Linked DNA regions of Mus musculus: region 1 is linked to region 2. A link is a contact called in public Hi-C data. All regions are on one chromosome and are shown on one strand. Each heading gives the region's core, a stretch centred on a gene start, on an enhancer-like site or on the middle of the called end of the contact. The rest is flanking DNA. Distances are from core to core; before and after follow the strand shown.

Region 1 (3,157 bases), core at 554-3,053, 710 kb before region 2:
AGGCACGTGACTGGAGAATAAGTGTGTACCCAGGAACAGAGGTGTGGGCTGCGCAGGGAGGAGCCTCAGAACGTGAGCGGTGTCACATGTGGGTACCCTGTCCTCAAGAGAGGAGCACAGCCGACTGGCTTAGCATTAGCCATTTAAACCTTTCTGCGGCTCTGCAGTTATATCTCAAAAGATTGCTTGGAAATCACCGGAGCCTTTCCCTTCCTTTCTCCTCTGAGAAATGGGGATTATGGGATGGGTGAAGTGATAGTCGGATAAGGTGATAGCAGAGCCACTAGGGCTGCACAAGGGGTTTAGGACATGTCCTTTCCCTGTTTCTGTGAGAGTCCTAGGCATCGGGAGACTTATCTGGGAGGAGAGAGGCTGTAAGTGGTGGCTAACTGTTCTGGAGTCCTTGCCGTTCTGCTGGTAAGCCACATCCAACGGATTCTGGGGTGAGGACTTCTTTCCTCTGTTGTGTCCCTAACTTTTTTCCAGGTTTCAATCTTGTTTCAATTTAGTCCCTGCTGCGACCTGGACAGGAAGTGTCCATCCCCCTCAGAGATGTTCATGGCTGTCAGCTTTGGGGAAGAGACTGGATCCTGAGGGATCTGCCCTCATTCTCTGATGGATTCCCCATTTGATGGCATTATTAATAGACAGACGGTAGAGATCAGGAAGTGGGTCCAAGATGGAGGAAGTAGGTTACCAGCAGAGGCGGGAAGGGCATGGCTTTGGCTTCTAGTGTCTGTCTGTCTGTCTGTCTGTCTCTGCTTCCCAATCCTTCCTTGAGGCAAGCCCACATTGTCTCTCCTCAGTTCAGAGCAATTGGCTCCAGCTGACCTCAGTCTGTGAAACCTCTGAAAACATGGGACAGGATAAACCTTTCTTCGGTCAAGCTGTTTTGTCACAGCAAGGGAAAACTGAGACATGAGGCCTTTCTGTGGTCAGAGGAGGGCGCTATCATCCTCATCTTAAGAGATGTGAGCCGAGGTGGAGAGGGATTACAAAGCGGAGCCCTATGCTATCACACCTGGGAGGCCTCCATTGTGCTCCCAGCCGTCCTGACCCACTGACTGGCTCCTGGCTGCTGGTACCGAAGGCACCTTATCCCTTGACTGTACGGGTCCCCTGCATGGTCTCTGATGACCACTGCATGCTTGTGGATGCACGATCCACATCCAGTACCTTGCTGCCTGCAGTGTGCTCCTTGCCCACGACTCCTGGCTGCAGGATCTCCACATCCCTCTTGTGGAGGAGCACAGGAAGGTTGCCGTTTGCTCCCGGTCTCTCTAGGCTATCCTGCAATATGCTCTGCCATATGGACTTGGAGAGCCTCTGATCTTACGTTGGGATGCTCCACTGAAGAGTGTTGTCAGAGGTGAAAGGGGCTTGACATGTCAGAACCTTCATTTTATAGCTGGGCGACACTCAGGTAGGGAGGTGGGCCAGGGTGACAGACACGTGAGAGATAGCTTAGTAAGTCCACTGTCATCTCTCCAAGCCCTCGATCAGGCCCACAGCTTGCTTTCCCACATATGAGTTTGGCTAGTTGCCTAATGCCAACCGTCTGCTCTCCCACCTGACATGATGATGAGGCCTCTTTACCCTGGGGCTGTCTCCACAGGCTCAGGACTGTGAATCGGATAGACAGGAAGGAAAGCCAGAGTGTGTGGCTCCCAGCCCCCCCGCCCCTCACACCTCCGTGCTCATCCCCTAGCTGTCTAAAGTGTCTCTGTGGCACCCTAGAGGGGGAACGGGAGACTGGAGCTCCTCTTTGCTGGGGCTGATGTGGGGTACTGCAGGACCAGAGATGACCACAAGGTGGCAGACTCTGCACACGCTTCTTGAGTGAATGGCTGCCATAGTTTTGGGGTTTCTAGAGGAACCAGGAGGAAGCTGGGGAAAGCCTGGAATATGGAAAGAGGGGTTTCTTCCCACAGGTGCTACCTTCACAGCAGGTTAAGGGCAGTTTAGAAGCAGTAGTGGACCTGTGGGAATAAGCCACTGGCTGTCAAACGGCCCTCTCACGTGATGGACTCCCAGTTTAGCTTTCTTTAGCTGCCAGGGAATGTTCAGGGTGCCACATTGCTTAGGTCCAGGACCGAATAGTGGAGTGTGAGAGGTGAGCCAGACAACAGGGCGGAGGGATGTGACCACCAGGAAGAGAGCGGCAACCAGGGGCTCCTGTAGAGCTCAGCTGCCTGGTCTATCCTCTCAGGCGACTCAGGCAGGAGGATGGCACCCTGTGAAGTGTGGAGGGAAAGCACTCCCAGTTCCCGAGCTGCCCCCCACTCTGGGATACCACAGTTCAGATCTTCCTGCCTCTGTTTCCCAAGTGCTGGGGTTAAAGGTGTGCGCCACCAAGCCCAGCCCTACTAATTAACTATTAGTTACCATTAGTAAACATTGCACATTTAAGTGTCCTGGGTATATTTTGGGACAAGTTTCTTGTAACGTGTGCACTTTGCAAATATCCTCTGTTTTGTACATCCTTCTTTTTCTTTTTCTTTTCTTTCTTTCTTTTTTTTTTCTTTTTTGGTTTTTCGAGACAGGGTTTCTCTGTATAGCCCTGGCTGTCCTGGAACTCACTTTGTAGACCAGGCTGGCCTCGAACTCAGAAATCTGCCTGCCTCTGCCTCCCGAGTGCTGGGATTAAAGGCGTGCACCACCACGCCGGAGTCCTTTTATTTTTATTTCGTTGGTTCTTTATTTATTTGTGAGTGCGTGTTTGTCTGAGTGTATGCACACGTTTGTTTAAGGATGCCTGTGGAAGTCAGAAGATGGCATTGGATCCTGTGAAACTAGAGTTGCTGGTGTTTGTGAACAACCCAAAGTGGGTGCTGGGATCTGTGCCTGCAGCACAGAGCAGGGTGGCTTTTAACTGTCTAGCCATCTCTCCAGCCTAGTGGCATCTCTTAAGAATTTAATAAAGTTCCATTTACTGTCTTTTTCGTTTCTGAATTTACTGAATTTATTTTTAAAACATCCAGGCATCCCAACAAAACGCAGTTGTTTCTCTGTGGTGAGAGGTGGGCACTGTTTCCTGCAGCACAGTGCCACGGAAGCGTGGGCACTACAGCCTGGCATGATCTGGGAGGCCTGGGCGAATGTCAACCAGAACAATTTTTTTTAGGTAAGATTTTTTTTTAAATTAAAATATTAATTT
Region 2 (3,040 bases), core at 95-2,594:
CCCTGGCCCATGGGTGCTTTAAGGATCAGATCAACACTTGTGATCCTTCCTCTGCAAGCAGACTCAGTCCTGAAGCCCCAGTGTCTGGCTGGGCCTTGCCTCTGCAGGGGACGTGGCTGGTGTGGAATTTAATCACCTCCTTAGAAGTAGAGCCCAGCTCCCCAGGGGCCGCTTGTTCACCCAGTGTGAGACCAGCAGGTTTATTTATGGTTTCTGACTTTATTTATTCTCCCTCACTGGAGCTCTTCTTCTGCATACAGAGAATGCCTTGTCTGCTTATGTGGCTGAGGGCACCCGGCTCAGGAGCCAGTAGCCTGGCTTGGACGGATGGCAGAGGGCTCCTGTCACGCTAGCTGAGAAGTGTTTCCTTCTTGGGTGATTTGTGGAGTACTGCAGAGGCTCTCTGCACCAAAGCCTCTCCCATGAGTTTCCCTGTCTTATGGCTGGGAGTGGGTGATGTGCAAGGGCTCGGGCTGTAGGAGGCTCCGATGGACCCTCTTTTGAGGTCTCAGCTCTATCTGTTGGTCACCTGCCTCAGAACAAACCTGAGGACAGCTGGGAAAGCTTATCCTGATGGGCCATGGGGAGGGCACAAGGGACAGCTGGGATGAAACTGTCATTTCTACTTGGTTCTAAATGAAACCATGTATTTTTTTTTTATTAAAAAAAAAAAAAGATGGTCTCTGTATAGCCCAAGCTGGCCGCAAATTAATTACCTAGGCTAGGAGACTGAAGTTGACCTTGAACTTGTGACCCTCTGTCTCTACCTCCAGAGTGTTGGGATTGATTATAGGCATGCACCACCATATCTGGTTTATGCAGAGCGGGGAATGGAAGAGATCATGGAAACATGCATGCAAGGCACACACACACTATTAACTGACCCCGTCCCCAGATGTTGTTTAAGCACAACACAGCCAACCTGCAGCACTCGCATACAGTTGCTATGGGCTACAAATATTTCTCCCAGGAGCCATCAGACCCTTGCTCTCCCACAGGTCCCTTGGCAGCCTTCACCTGGTGTCCACTTTTCGGCGTGGGACTGTGACCTTTATGGACACCCAGGGATGCCTTAATGGTGGCAGTCCAGCTGGTCGGGGGCGGGGGTGGGGGGGGCTGGAGAAAGGGAAGCACGAAGCTGTTGTCCCAGTGGATGAGACCAGTTCGGAGCATCTCAGTTGAGTTATCCCGGGGCATCCTAAGGAAAAACCATTTGTTCAGAACATAAGGCAAAACTTCTAGACGTTAAACCCAGGCCTCTCACATCCAGGAGGAGGAGAGGAGAAGACCCACGGGTACTCAGAATAATAAGAGAAGGACCAGGCTGTTCTATGCTGGGATGGGACCCAGAAAGGAGAAAAACCAGGCATGCAAGGCGGGGTTCCAGCATCCCACAAGCACTTGGCCTTCTCCAGGAAGCTAATTTTAGCTGTCACATTTAAGAAGGATTTGGAGGTTCTGGAGGGGAGCCAGAGCCAATAAGAAAAATGATGAAAGGTTTTTTGAAAAAAAAAAATTTAGAAGGTATAGGAAAAGCCCAAGGGATGTGGGAGTTGAGTGGGTGGAAGGAGACAAGAGGATACTCACAGTTCTCTAGTGTGATACAGAGATAGAGCCAGAGGACATGGGTTTGCACTGCAGCAAGAAAACATTAAGTTATACTGTAGGGAGTAAACTGTGGTTGAACAAGGCTTCCCTGGAGGTCTGGACCTTCTGTAGTCTCATCAAGGACCAGGCTCTAGACAACTAAAGAACGTGTAGTCGTGGAAGTGGTGCAAAGGGGAGTCGAACAGCATCATGGGCCAGAGGAGGCAGGAGAGAGTTGCCAGATCTGCTGTGGGGCATTGTATAGCCCAATGCCCCACAGTCTGCCTGTGTGTGTGTGTGTGTGTGTGTGTGTGTGTGAGAGAGAGAGAGAGAGAGAGAGAGAGAGAGAGAGAGAGAGAGAGAGAGAGAGATGAGAGGAGGGGGTTAGGGATACAGGATCCACTAAGAGCTGCCCAATATGGGTGCTGGGAACTGAACTTAGTTTTTTTTACATAACAGTACATGCTCTGACCTCTCCAGCCCCTCCACAGGATTTTAAATAAAGGTAAGACTGGATGACGTTTGTGGTCTGAGGGCTAATCAAACACTCACGTGCAAAGAGCCAGGCTTTAGAATCCGGTGTCTATGTCTTGGTCCCCCAGGAAGCATCTCATGTGAGAGAAAGTTCTAGCACAGAGGAAGGACTGGAAATGTCATGGAGGGTTAGGGAGCTAACCCATCCAATGCCAGCCTTCTCGAGAGTTCCATGGCTCATTCCCCATACCTGACCACCAGAGGGAAAGGGAAAGTCTAGAGTTCAGGGGCCAATGCCATGGTGGGGTCTTGGCCAATAGGTGCAAGGAAAAATGAGAGACACATGCTTCCTGTCTACTGAGTTGGGAGGGAAATGGAGGCACACGGGGACTTCCTGCCATTCTGAGGAGAGAGACGTGAGGAGGCAGCATCGAGGTACAGGGATGTTAAAGTGAGGTTTTGTGGGAACGCTTTCTGAGTTTCAGGTCCTCATGCACCTGCCTGGACTGAACGTCAATCTCTGGATCTTTGCCTCTTACACAGTGTAAACAATCAGACTCCTCTGTAGGACTCCACTAATAACCCTGCGTTCTGGGAATTCTGCCTCCCTCCTCCAGCCCAAGAAGGCTCCCACTACAGGGCACAGCCCAAGGAGCTGGGCCTACCCTCGGAGGACATGGCTTCAGCTCCCTTGCATCCACAGAGAAGCTCGTTTACAGCTGATATGTTGTCCCATTTCCCTTCCTCTTCCCCTTCCCCCAACCCAGACACTGGAAGGTTTGTTCCTGGGATGCCCCTGGACTTCCCTGCTGATGTCACCCTGCACCTGGTCACTAGAGGGCGCTAAGACCTCACTGCCACCCTTCTTTAATATAGGTGGACAGACTCCAAGTGGGGAAATCCCTGCAGGGTTCACGGGGTGACTAGCCAAAAGGTAGATGAGAATATATGCCCAGGAGGCTGTGCTTGTCACTACATT

The links. A called contact is a pair of places that touch in the nucleus more often than the background predicts.
Region 1: a Hi-C map of cerebral cortex shows a contact between it and region 2, with 8 times the contacts expected there. The contact joins two enhancer-like sites. A contact is called at or near these places in 1 of 39 promoter capture datasets (cranial neural crest), 8 of 484 Hi-C or Micro-C datasets (cerebellar granule neurons, cerebral cortex, cortical neurons and 3 more) and 1 of 115 datasets of contacts at active chromatin or transcription factors (forebrain).

The regions. Positions count from the first base shown.
Region 1 is chr17:49,897,652-49,900,808 of GRCm38.p6, reverse strand. The region is part of intron 19 of Kif6 (kinesin family member 6); the gene reads right to left. Among named protein-coding and RNA genes, the nearest start is that of Gm16555, 77 kb to the right of the region's middle. Within about 2 kb of position 1,803, at least 13 of the 459 cell types and tissues checked have an H3K27ac peak or open chromatin away from gene starts, as enhancers often do. A contact at or near this core is called in cerebral cortex, where this site is marked.
Region 2 is chr17:49,182,520-49,185,559 of GRCm38.p6, reverse strand. No RefSeq gene overlaps it. Among named protein-coding and RNA genes, the nearest start is that of Gm30475, 11 kb to the right of the region's middle. Within about 2 kb of position 1,344, at least 4 of the 459 cell types and tissues checked have an H3K27ac peak or open chromatin away from gene starts, as enhancers often do. A contact at or near this core is called in cerebral cortex, where this site is marked.